Regions from separate parts of the Danio rerio genome. Here region 1 is linked to region 2. A link is a contact called in public HiChIP or PLAC-seq data. All regions are on one chromosome and are shown on one strand. Each heading gives the region's core, a stretch centred on a gene start, on an enhancer-like site or on the middle of the called end of the contact. The rest is flanking DNA. Distances are from core to core; before and after follow the strand shown.

Region 1 (6,605 bases), core at 3,789-6,288, 120 kb after region 2:
GTGTCCCAATTCACATATTCTAGGCCCTAAAAGTATACACTTTTTTTGTAAAGGAAAAGTATATACTTTTGAGTGTGTAACAAAAGAGTAAGCAAGCTTTGGGACATACTACTTAGTCATTAACAGATCGCTATAGTTACATCCTCTGTCAATCATCTCTCAACACATCATCCACATTTCTTTCATATTTAATTTCCTACCTTATTGGAGAAGCAGCAGGAGGATAAAATGCTGTTCATCAGTCTTTCATACAGAGAAATCTCCTCAGGTCTTTGGGTAATTATGCATTCAGATGTTAATGTCCAAACATATCTTGATATAAGTTCACGTTGTTGTTGTAGATTAAGTATAACACGGAAAACACATAAGTTCTAGTTGGCTACATTTTGATTAACAGTCATTCAAACTACTTTACCGAAGCCTCTACTTAATGGTTGGTCTCGCGTATCCACCATGTTTGTAGTTTATCTACACTTTTCCCCCACCTTTGTAGTTTAAATTAATTTCATGTCAAATGCTTAACGTATTGTGGGCAATATTAGCGGTTAGAGTATTGATGTTTCTACACTTTTGGTATTTTTAATTGAAATAGTAGACCATCCAGGAACCTTTGGAAAACTCTATTCCACAAACTATGGTTTGGGACATGCTAATTCTGTTTTTGAATACTATTTAGGATGTATATTATGCAAATTGGGAAGCAGCACTAGTCTTATCTTAGAAAGTTTTATTTTGACTGCAAATATTCCTCGTCCTGCAGGTCTTCGGAAGTTGATGAACAGGCCTCAGAACAGCGCGTTGACCCAGTGGAGCTACAAATTAAGTGTGGGCGCTGCCAGGCCATCACACCTACCTTTGCTGACATGAAGCTGCATTTATTGTACGTCCACGGGGAGGAGGTCCAGGTGCGACTAAGGGACGGGGCCATGCACGGGGGCCGGGAAGCTGAGGATGAACTGGTCAAGCATGCAGCGCATTACTGGAGGCAGCTCAATGAGAAACGCAATCTTGTTCACTGCGGCACCTGCAACGAGGAGTTCTTTTCCTTTTCCAAGTTTAAACACCACCTCCATTCTAACCATCAAGAGAGTCCAGAAGAGGAGGAGGAGGAGGAGGAGAAAGAAGAAAAGATGGTGATAGGTAAGGGTCTAAGTAAAGATATATCCCTGAGGGTGGGATCTCACTTTAACTGCATCCTTTGCAGTAAGGTGTTTAATAAGAAACAAGAGGTTATTGAGCATTGGAGCGCACAGCACAACTGTGAAAATCCCACCCTACTTTGGGATGTTCTGGACTTTAAAGGGGAGAACTTGCCTACTGATGGGCCAAATTAACTGTAATTTGGGTAATTTATTATTTGCTCCACTTGTCGACTTTGTGTTTTGTGCAGGATGCGGTGACATTAATGCAAAAAAAAAAAATCACTACTCGATTTATTTTTAAGTTGTTGATCTTTTGTAATGCTTGGATTTCATGGTGTTTATTTGTTTTGTGCTTTTGTTTTTTCTCTTTAACATTTGGATGTGATATGCATTACAACTTTATATATTCATAAAATATTCATCTTAAACCTCAAATTCAGTCCATAGCACAGGTGCAGATGTAATATAACTGCCCGTAAGGATGATAATCATATTATTTTGTGGAGATGTAGTGTGTTAGTGACTGCTTCAGATGAGTGAATCAGGTGAAACAGACTAACAAACGCTCATCAAAAACACATTGCCACTCGGCCAAATTGACAATTTGCAATTGACTGAATACAAACGGGGCATGATTAGCATGCTTGAAATAACATGTCAGAGAACTTTCTAAGTAACACCAATAATCAATGACGTTCCACGAATACATATAGATAAACACATAGTTTGAAAAATAAATAATTCCTCTGCTGAGAGTCACTTTTCAGCAGGGGAGGTCCAAAAATAAGGACTTAAAATATCCCTTAAAAAAGAACTCCATTTGGTCAAGCTTTATCTGTTAGATTCAGTATGAACGTGTGTGTATGGTTGTGTCATAAATATTGTGTGTTGTGTTTTTGGATGGAAATGCTATATATTTAAACTATTTTTCCATGGTGAAATGTGTGGTGATTTATATTATCAGTCTGTTCAAGCATGTGTTTCCGTTCATTAAAAAGGGTAAAGTAATGTTTTTAAAAAACTACCTATTGTTATACAGAGCATCCGGAAAGTATTCATAGCGCTTCACTTTTTCCACATTTTTTATGTTACAGCCTTATTCCAACATGGATTAAATTAATTATTTCCTCAAATATCCACACATAATACCCCATAATGACAATGTGAATTTTTTTTTTTTTTGAAATTGTTGCAAATTTATTAAAAATAAAAAACCTGAAAAATCACATGTACAGAAGTATTTGCAGCCTTTGCCGTGAAGCTCTTAATTGAGCTCAGGTGCATTCTGTTTCCACTGATCATTGTTGAGATGTTTCAGCAGCTTAATTGGAGATCACCTGTGGTAAATTCAGTTGATTGGACATGATTTGAAAAGGCATAAACCTGTCGCAGGGTTGATGGTGCATGTCAAAGCACAAACCAAGCATGAAGACAAAGGAATTGACTGTAGACCTCCGAGGCAGGATTATCTCGAGGCACAAGGCTGGGGAAGGTTACAGAGAAATTTCTGCTGCTCTGAAAGCTCCAATGAGCACAGTGGGAAACTGTTTGGAACCACCAGGACTCTTTCAGAGCTGGCCAGCCATCTAAGCTGAGTGAACGGGGGAGAAGGGCCTTAGTCAGGGAGGTGATCAATAACCCGATGGTCACTCTGTCTGAGCTCCAGCGTTTTTCTGTGGAGAGAGGAGAACCTTACAGAAACCATCTGTGCAGCAATCCACCAGTCAGGCTTGTATGGTAGAGTGGCCAGATGGAAGCCACTCCTCAATTTGCCAAAAGGCATCTGAAGGACTCTCTGACCATAAGAAACAAAATTCTCTGGTCTGATAAGACTAAAATTGAACTCTTTGGAGTGAATGTCGGGCGTTAAGTTTGGAGAAAACCAGGCACCGCTCGGTGAAACATTGTGGTGGCAGCATCATGCTGTGGGAATGTTTTTTAGCAGCATGAACTGGAAGACTAGTCAGGATAGAGGGAAAGATGAATGCAGCAAAAAAAAAATTCACATTGTCGTTATGGGGTATTATGTGTAGAATTTTGAGGAAATAAATCAATTTAATGCATGTTGGAATAAAGCTGTAACATAAAAAATGTAGAAAAAGTGTAGCGCTCTGAATACTTTCCGGATGCACTGTATATGTATACTTGTATAGATAAAGTACAAATATATATAGATAAATACTATATGCAGCTGTATATTGAGAATATATATTTAATAATTAATGATGAGATATATATTTAACTGTTACAATGTCTTAATTATTTTAATCCAACCTGCAGCTTCGACTACACTATCAAAGGTTTGAGCACACTTGACAGAATTTGTCTAAAGGCCAGTGCATAAGGTTTCAAAGTAAACATTTATTCACCATATATATACACAAGTCCACTCCATGTGATGTGAATTTCCTTACAAAACAAAATTCAAAGAAATGGATGTTAGATCTAAACATTGGACAGTATCCAGCAAACATGGGATCTCTTTCTATATCACTGACACGCCACTGGCATTAGTGGCGATGAAAGCTAACTGTGTTGTCACCTGAACACATGCAAAGCCTACAGCCAAACAGCAGTCACTTGTCTGAATTATACAAAACAGCTGTCTATATCAGTAGCTGAATTCATTATTCAAAAAAAGGTCAACTGCATGCATTCAAACAGTAAACAAAGTGGCTCTTGCTTTATCTTTTTTAATATAAATAATGTTGATCACTTTCTTCATTTCAGATGGCTCATGTTTTCGAAATATATTTGCATATTGATATAGGTAAGAATTAGAACAGTGCTCTGTCTTATCACTTTTGCTTTTTATGCAGTGGCTAATTTGTTAAATTGTACATCCAATCTCTCTCTCTCTCTCTCTCTCTCTCTCTCTTTCTCTCTCTCTCTCTCTCTCTCTCTCTCTCTGACAACACTGATGATTATCAATTCAGCATGCTTAACCCTTGTACACTGTTCAAATGTACTACCCTTTTGTTATGGTAGTGATGAAAACATCCACTGAATTAAACTGCTGTAAAAAATGCATCAGATTATTTTTTTCATAATCTTTTAAATCAACCTCAATCCTGATCAAAACTACAAAATTGTTTTGAAAATTACAGGATTTTAACTCTTTATTTTCTAAATTCACAATTTGATGTCACTGATCTGGTGAAGAAAAAAAACACATAAAAATTACATTTTTTAATATAAAAATAATTGTGGGCTGTTTTTTTTTCCCTTTTATTTCAGTCTTGGAGATGAGAACAGACAATTAGTTACAATATTGTCTTTGATGCATTGCTAGATTTTCATTATTCCCACTTATTTACTGTTGGTGGCTGTTTTTCCCCATTGACTTCCATTATACGCACATTTGATGGTGCATAAATACAGTCTTTGTTTTTGTTTGCTCCATGTAGTTCTGAGAGCTGAGATGCATATTTTGATTTTCTCAGACACATTAAGGTAAGTGCGTAAAGGTCACTCTCACACACTCAGACACACATACACACTTTTATTTGCTGTTATACGCCATATAAAATCCAGAAACTAAGCTTTTTTTTTCTTTTTCTTTTTTTTTTGCACAGGGCCATCTGAAGGGTAAATAGTGCCAACTGATGATCAACAGTAAAAATGACAAATTTGACCTCTTCTGAAAGATTATGTGCATTTTAGTTCAGTTGCATTTACATTGATTAAACTCTGATGTGATATGATGGGGTGACCTGTGCCTCGACCCCCACAAACTGATAGGTGTGAACTAAATGACCCTTTTACAATCTCAATGGGTATTAGCAAAACAACAGCTGAAACATCTGAAGAGGGTCCTGCTGAGCCTCGTAAACAGAATGTTTTGTTTGATGCTAATATAAAGTACTGTCTCACAGACAGTACTTTGAGTTAAGTTACTTGAAGACCGACGGGTTAACATCACTGCTGAGGAACTGCACTATTGATTGTCTTCAATAAAGTCTTCTCTCCGTAAGAACTTTGGTCAGCTTACTTATTTTATGTATTAGAGTTATCTAATACATTGGCGAGCCACCCAAGAACGGTTAAGCCAAATACAGCAAAATCTAACAATTTGGCGAGCCAGCCAGGAGAGACTGAAAAGAGGAAAACTCATCAACTGCAACAAGAAATGAACTGAAGAATCTTGGAGAATCTACAGTTAAAGCTGAAGATAAACAGATTTTGTTTGTGGACGAGTCCTGGATCTACATATTGTATCTGTGGACACACTTTATTTTATCAACTGGATCTCATCTCAAAGATCCTAGTTTGGTGAGTGAAACTTATCAGCTCTCTTAAAGAACCCTTAAAAGAGACATCTTTTATAAGTAACCATTAAAGTAAGCAGATTGACCTGTATATGTAGTGCAGTAAAAAACTAAATTCAGTGATAGTATTGCTGAAATTTCAGGCTTTCTCTTGATATTTGCAGAAATTGTTAAAGAAACAATTAGGTCCATTTATCAAAAGATTTTGAAAGAGCAGTGGAAATTTTAGGCTTAGTCCATTCTCAGGGTACTTGTAGGAATTATTTAAGAAACAATTTGGTCCTTTCTCTTGGAGATTGTAGGAATTGTTGAAAATAATTTGGTCCATTTCCCCAGGGGACTGTAGGAGCCGTAAAATAGTTTGGGACTGATGTTGCTGCAAGAATTAGGAATTCTTGACTGGGTGCTAATTCAGTAGCCACTATTTTAATTTTGAAAGTAACAGAGCCTTCTGTGATACGACAGAAATCTTAAAAACATTGTAGGCTTGGTTAGTTTTCTGGAGTTTGTATGAACTGTTAAATAATCATTCTGGTCCAATCACTAAGATTATGCAGAAGCAGAGCTTGGTCCATTCTCAGCTGTGATTGTAGAGATTGAAAAATAACAGTTTAGCTCCTTTGTCCAAAGATGGTTAGGAGCCATATAAAGCAAACATAAATAGTTTGAGACTCATATTGCTGCGAGAATTAGGAATTCTTGACTGTGGGCTAATTCAGTAGCCATTATTGTAATTTTGAAAATTCTAACTGTGTTAAAATATGATGGCATAAAACTGAAAGCTATTTGCCTTAGGTTTAAGGATACAGTAAGATTTAAGCACATTGTACTAGGGACAAATCCTAAAGAAAGTTACTTAGCCTTCTAAGATAATGCTCAGAAAGAATTGTTATTAGACAGAAGCTTTTAGGCAATTTTAGACTTGATTCTTGCTTTGAAGATTGTAGAAACTGTGAAAAAATAATTCTGGTCAAATCACTAAGATAATGCAGAAGCAAAGCTTGATACATTCTTTGTTGGGATTGTAGAGATTGTAAAAGTAATAGTTTAATACATTTGTTCAAAGATTGTTAGTAGCCAAATAAGAATTGGGACTGAAAGAATGAAGTGCTACTTTATTAGCCACTAATTTAGCTTTGAAAAAAATGTTGAATCTGTCTATGTATTTGTAATGGTTTAACAGACTGCTGTGAAT
Region 2 (7,418 bases), core at 1,926-4,425:
GTCAGTACACTGTGTAAACGTGATTGTTTTGGAAATTATTAATTGACATATATATCCAGTTTGTTCACTTTTGCAGTTTCAAGCACATATATTTATGTGCATGTGTAACCACTCATCTCATTGCTGCAACTTGTTCCATCTGTGATTTATCAGCACTGCGATGCTGCCAACAATTAGGCCTATACTGATAAGAGCAACAAGCAACATCTCAAAAGACCTAAGGGAGATTTTTTTTAATTATGTGGGATTGTTAAGCCGGTAAAGGTTGTCTGAATTATAATTAGAGCAGAAGATGTTATATACAAACAGTACCGTTCACATTCTTTAGTAGAGGATTCAAACATCAAGGCCTCCTTGGCTGAATTAAAATAGTTGTAAAGTGAGTTGAAATAAAAACATTCAATTCATCTTGATTATAGTAATTAAAGCAAAGGTAAGTCTTGTAAACACAGAATGAATCTATCTAGAAGACAGTATGCCTCCAGTGAACATTTACTGTTGGCCTTTACACCAAACGGTGAAGCACTCAGGCGGCCACATTCCAATTATACACGGTCTGATCAACACTCCTCACGGGGGCGCGGAGGGGGAGGGGCGTATGCTAATGACGCAGGGACGCGCACTCTCAGGGAGCGTTGATCACGCACCGGGAGCGCTGATACTCGGCGGGTGCGCTCCTAGGTCAACCCGTGACTTCAGATAATTAACGGTCAGGATGCGTAGAGCTACAGCCTATGTTTAATTGCTCAACCTGTTTTTTTTTTTTTTTTTTTTTTTTTTTTTTTTTTTTTTTTGCTTTTTTGCTTTGTTTCTTAAACAAAAACATTTTGTTTTGAGCTTAAAATGATAACGCAAGCTTTATTAAACACACAAAGATAACGATTAACATAATCATGACATAATATGTCAACAATACCAATAAGTGGAGATGTTCAAGTACAAGTTGCTGACGCACGGTTCAGGTGCGTCTCTGCGTTCAGATACCTGCAGTGCGGTGAGCATTGCCAAACGCCCCATGACAAAGCACTTATTTCAATCCAACACGGCAGAAAAGCGCAACAAAATCACCCTCAAGCCTCATGGTGTAAAATCTTTTCAGGTTTAACCGTTTAAGAACACGCCTATGCTTTTATCGCTAGGTAAATGATCACGAACGATGCTCCAGAAACTGTACCGAGGATGCTCTTTGCTCAGGCTGTGCTTTAGGAGCAAGCGCTATAGAAAGCCGAATGATAACAGGCATCCATCCGTTCAACAGTTAAAAACAAACGACAACAGCTGAGAGTGAGAAGGCATGCGAAAAACACTACACAGACATCGTTGGTATACCTGCACAAGTTGACATTTGCTGCAACGCACGAGAAACGCCTCCCGTCTGCTTTCAAAACGAGACAATGTATCTCACAGAGTGAAAAACAACGACTCCTTCCTTGTCAGCAAGTTCAGGTAGCAAAAAACGAGCAAGATGGTCAGATGACATTTATGAAAAACCTAAGTGACATTTTTGTCCTCCTGTCCGATCAGGTAGACACATATTTACAGGTCGCTCACACACGCGCGTGCTGAGAGAACCGCTACATGGCGCGCGCATGGCGTCAGCCTGAGGAAAAGTCTCTTTCTTCACTAGCGTCTGCTTAAGCATCTTAAAAATTAACTATGCACTTGAATCGAAAAGGAGCGAGTTTGTTTGAATGAAAACGATGTTTTTAGTTAATGTTGCCTTATCTCACGCGCGCGCAAGAGGTGAAGCACGCCTCACGTTTCTCGTTATCGATTTCCTCAGTGAATTTAGTTAGGTTGACGTCTAAACCTCTGCTATGCACAAGATGCAAGGTAAATAGTCATATTTCAAGATCGCAAATCGCCAGTACAGTAGTAAGTTATCCACCACACAGAAAACTACACAGTTAAGGACGCTGCGTTACAAAGCGGATGCATAAAGTCCCCAAAACAAATAAAGTGTCAGTGCAGTAAGTCCAGCTGCAGCAGAGCGATTTATCAGGATTGTCTGCGCTGCTCGGGATGTATACGCATTCCTTATATAGGCTGCAGCAGTTGTTCTAGCAGCAGACAGCCCTTCAGATTCCTTTCCTTTTCTCCTCAGCGTTACCACCCAACTAGAAATGTGGCAGGCTGGCTGCACAAACAGGTTGCTTTAACTGGCATCGTGCTCCGAATCCCGCGGGGACGCCTATAGACTGGCAGGACTGTTGCATAAACACACCCTTATTTTGTGCTTTGTAAACTTCAAGAAGAAACTTTCCTGTCAAACATCACCGCGAACTGAATACATGCCCCCTTTTCTACTGCAGCGGCACCGGAGAGCAGCGTGCTGCTGTTATCAGGCACTTTCTGTTCAGCTGGATGACAAAAGTGCGACTTGTAGCTGTTGCGTAGGAAGTAAACAAGTCAAACTGTCACCTCGGCGATATAAACATGTTTATCCATCTCCATAAGCTAAAATGTTTACCATCAAAGGTTATTTTTAGGATTCTGCTAGCCGCTAGCTACCTGCTACCACACAGACAGCGGAACAGCCCCATTGCAGATACACTAAACAAAGTTTGCAGTTAACGAAAATAAAACAAAATCCTCCCGAACAAGCGGTCTGTTCTCAAACATGTATTTATGAAAGCGTTTCCCCACTTCAATCGCTCAGTCTGTTTCGTGTGAAACCAAATCCGCCGCATCGGACCAAACAGGTACATTTTGAGCGAGAAAATAAGTTTCAGTTCGGTCGAATCTAAAGAGGAAAAGCCAGCAGTGACGAGAAACAGACCCAATCCTAAGTATCTGTTTTGATCAGAAAGCTTAACAAAGTGAACTCGAGGCAAAGGGGAATAAAAGGGGAAACAAAAGCGAGAGTCACTTGTATGGGACTGGCTGCGAATAACGGTCCGCGCTCGCGCTCTGTACCGCTAGGCGGAGAGAGAGTCGCGAGCGCGGCAGGTATAACGGTACACCAGATAGGGGCTATAACACAGCGCTACTTTCCAGCACTTTGAAGGGCTCGAGAAGTTCTGCCAGCGGCCCGGAGTCCAGAGTTGAATGAAATCAGCCGTCGCCAATCAAAGCGAAGGGTTTTTACTCACCGTTTGTCCTCCTCGGGTTCGCCTGCTTTCTGCGCTTACACCTGGGGCCATCCGCCATGATCCTTTCGCTGTGTCTAAATGCTGCTGGAGAGTCACCTCCTCTCGCCCCCACACCTCCCCTCCCTCCCTTCTACTCCACCTCCCCTCCCTGCACCTGGTTTACGACACTCGGCTTTACGACATTACCTTCTGGCTCCTATACCTCTCTCTCTGGCGCTCAGACCCCCGTCTCTGGCCAACTCCCGCCCCTCACACCACGCGCTCCCCGTGGCGCTGCTGCCTGTCCGAAACGGTCACCGATCAACCTGTCCGTGAGCACGAACACTTCTTCGGTGTCTGTATTGATTGACAGCTCAGAGGAAGCAAGGTTGTTTGCATAAAACAGTCATTAAGTGCAACGGTAGATACGCAAACTGAACCTAGCGTCAAATTATGTATTATTTTACAGTGTGAGTGGGGGCGGGGAAAGTTTGACGCGTGCACCTGTTTATTGCGCGCGCACGCAAACACACACACACGCTGTCTCAATCTTGGCAACAACTGTTACTCATTCATGATAAACCACAAAACTACTTGTCATGAAACTTGCTTTGAGAAGCTTTTATCTTATTGTATGGTGGTCGCTGAGACTAGTCACTCTTATATGACTCGTATTTAAGGTATACTTTAATTAAAGTCATTATCTGTACATATATACAAAGTCTTGGCTACAAAAATATTTAAAAAAATATAATAAATATAATAACAGCCTATTGTTAAAAATATTTCTGTTTTTATTTTCTGTTTTTTTTTTTGTAAATTTATGCTATGAAGAATATAGCCGATATCTGCATAGCGTAAATGTACAAAAAATTATAACTTTTTGTATAATTTATTATACATTAGGCAAGGGTTAACAGCATAAAATAAATATTTTAAGGTAAATATAAAACAGGGACATGTTTTCCTATTTATATAAAATTTAGATAGATAATCCTATATTGATTATATTTAAAATATGATTATCTATCTGCACTTGATATGAGTAGGAAAACATTTACCTGTCTTATATTTATCTTAAAGTATATGTTTTATGCTGTTAACCCTTGCCTAATGTAGAACATTGATTTTAATGTGCATTCAAAAAGCTTTTGCTAAACAAAGACAGAAACAAATAATATGGAGGATAGAATGTTAAAAAGTAAAATAAATTAAATAGCAAATTAATCATAATGAATATAATAATTGCCTATTTTACGATATATTTCTTTTTTACATTGTAATGTAATACACTATAATTATAATTATAACTGTTTTATTCATTATAATAAGCATTATGTATTTCTATTTTATTGCTAATCTTTTAAAAAATGTTAAAAGTAAAATAAATTAAATTAAAGTTGGGGGACACGATATGTGTGAGCATGTGAAAGTGTATGGGTGTTTCCCAGTACTGGGTTGCAGCTGGAAGGGTATCCGCTGCGTACAACATATGCTGGATAATTTGGCGGTTCATTCCGCTGGGGCAACCTCTGAAGTATAAAGGAACTAAGCCAATAGAAAATGAATGACTGAATGAAATTAAAAGTTACACTAATTTAAGCCCATTAACAAAGGCTCGAATTAGGAATCACACAGTTCTGACATACTGCATATCAGTGGTGTAAAGTAACAAATTACAAATTCTCCAATTACTGTAACTGAGTGACTTTTCTCAGGAATTGCAATTTACTAAGTAGTTTTTAAAAATGTGTACTTTACTTTCCCTTGAGAACATTTTTTTTTTTTTTTTTTTTTTACTTTCCCTGTACATTTTTTTTATTCCACTATTTTCCTTTAAACTGCAGTCACTACTTTATTTCTTTCTTGTCTATGGTGATTGGCGAAAGTAGAAAAATCAGTCCTGTGATTCCTGTTCAATCAAATCACACATAGAAAGTAAATACCGTCCTACTGAACAACCTCAAGGCATGGGCACTTTATAAATGCAGCAAACCTTTTGAAAGCATTAAAAAAATGTCTAAAAAGATGTTCAAAATCTTTTCACGCTATGACCCAGAGACTGTTTATAGACTGCAAGTCACTGATGAGAAAATGAAGGATGTCGACTGTATGCTGACTGAAAGCACTAAATCACTTTAAACAATCACTAAATGGAACGAATGAAGAATGGATGGAAGGGCCGATTAAAGGAAGGACCGAACAACAAGGAATGAAAGGAAGGACCAAATGAATGAAGAAAGGATTCAAGGAAGGACTGAACAAACTAAGGAACGAAGAAAGGAAGGAAGGATTGACTGAACTAATGAAGGAAGGACCAAATGAATGAAAGAAAGGATTCAAGGAAGAACTAAACAGTTTAAGAAACGAATGAATGAATGAATGAAAGAAAGAACAAAAAACCAAATGAAGGAAGGAAAAAAGAATGAAGGAATGAATGAATAAGTGAACAAAGAAAGGGCCAAATAAATGAAGGAAGGATTTAAGGAAGGACTGTACAAACTAAGAAACAAAGAAGGAAAGGAAGGACAGGAGGAAGTAAGGAAGTACTGAACAATTGAAGAAAGGAAGGACCACATGAATGAAGGAAGGATTCAAGAACTGAACAACTAAATAATGAAGGAAGGATGGACTGAACTAATGAAGGAAGAAAGGACCAAATGAACGAAAGAAGCATTCAAGGAAGGACTTCCTAGAAGGACAAACTAGGGAACGAAAGAAGGAAAGACGAATGAATGAATGATCAAAGGACCAAATGAAGGAAGGAAAAAAGAATGAAGGAACAAATTAATGAATGAATGAGGGAACGAAGGAAGGGCCAAATGAATAAAGGGACAAACAAATGAATAAAGGAAGGACAGAACAAACAAACAATGGAAGGAAAGAAGGAATATAGGAAGATCACTAAATGCACTACAGTATGTTATGTTTACACATCCCTGGACAAACTGCATGTAAACGCATCAACTTTTCACAGTGTAACACTCACTACTTTTAAAAGGGCTACTTTTTACTCATACTTTCAGTGATATTTACAACACATACTTTTACTCTACTTGCACCACATTTTTGGGCAAGTTTTAATACTTTTACGCGAGTATGACTTTTCAGTACTCTTTCCACCACTGCTGCATATAGTATCCTTGTGACAATGAACCCTAGTTTCTCCTTCATTATAATCATATCACTTGAGTTTCATCAAAAACAGTTTTTTTTAATGACTGTTTCTGACAAGATCATGCAGACATCTTTGAATCTTTCATACGTTCGTCAGTTTTCCCCCTAAGTTTTGAATTATATATAAATGTTTTTATTTAGTTCATACTAAATTCAAAGGAACATAGTTTGAACTTCAAAGCAGTGCCATTCATTTATCAATTATTAAATATTATGTCACATGACTGATGCTATCGGTGCCTTACGCACTAAATAGAGCGCAGATATAATCGTAACAGAATATTTGATCTAAACAGCAGTGAAATAAGCATATGTAATGAACTTCACAGTTCGTCAGGATGCCAAAAACTTTGTCAGATTATTAAGTAACCGTGACAGTAGGTCTTACGCTATTTACCCCCTGTATACTGCCAGAATTGTATATACACTTCTTGATGTGCAGTAGAAGGGTCTGTGTATTGAGATATTAAACTATGAGGCAAATGTGCATCTGACTATGTACGCGATTGAGTAGGAAGGAGGAGGAATGCAGTGTGTGTCCCAAGGCACAGGGAGGATCATGGGACCCTCGCTGCAATGATTCAGTCCTCCACCCAAAGAAAGAGCTCGCTGTTCCCCAAGGATGTTTACTCCTCTTGACTCTGACCAGGGAGAGAATGCGTGAGAGAGAGAGAGAAACTGACAGACAGCGAAAAGGAAAAGCAACCAAATGACAGAGAGAAGTTAGAAAAAGAGTCATGTTTAAGGTAATATTAGATGACGCAACACAAATGAAAGGTTAGTATTTGGAGTGTTGCTATAAAGAGTCTTTTAGAGTTTTATGCTGAAGCCAGAACATGAGCTCGTGCATTCATGTGACTTTGAAGACAAGGACACTTTGGACCGAAGTACCAACACGGTACCATCTGAAGGTCTGCCGTTCTCTGTTACAGGTCACAAAAGCGAGCGCTGCAGCAGCGGCGGGCAGGGCTATTCTTGTACCTGATGACTATCAGGTTTCTGTCAGACCTCAGCTGGGTGTGGTGTACTTAGCATGGGTCTGCAGTGTACAGTCCGCATTGATTGACTGAAGACACTGTATAATCTCACAATGATATGCTGTGTATTAAAGAAAAACACTCAAATAATTATTATATATGGGTGGTTGTCACATAGGCAGTAATAATGTTT

What was found. HiChIP or PLAC-seq counts read pairs in DNA pulled down with a chosen protein or histone mark.
Region 1: a contact with region 2 is called in an H3K4me3 HiChIP or PLAC-seq map of gastrula embryo, with 2.3 times the contacts expected there. The contact joins the promoter of znfl1g here to the promoter of zeb1b in region 2. A contact is called at or near these places in 3 of 4 datasets of contacts at active chromatin or transcription factors (caudal fin, embryo and gastrula embryo).

The regions. Positions count from the first base shown.
Region 1 is chr12:28,763,183-28,769,787 of GRCz12tu, forward strand. It overlaps znfl1g (zinc finger-like gene 1g), which reads left to right and starts at 5,039. Exons shown (of 2, transcript NM_001145701.1): 1 at 5,039-5,414. It overlaps znf438 (zinc finger protein 438), which reads left to right. Exons shown (of 5, transcript NM_001077161.1): 5 at 761-1,421. The coding sequence ends at 1,334.
Region 2 is chr12:28,648,699-28,656,116 of GRCz12tu, forward strand. zeb1b (zinc finger E-box binding homeobox 1b) reads right to left here and starts at 3,176. Exons shown (of 8, transcript NM_131709.1): 1 at 3,093-3,176. The coding sequence starts at 3,150. LOC141376812 (a long non-coding RNA gene) reads left to right here and starts at 6,857. Exons shown (of 2, transcript XR_012388035.1): 1 at 6,857-6,994; 2 at 7,181-7,418.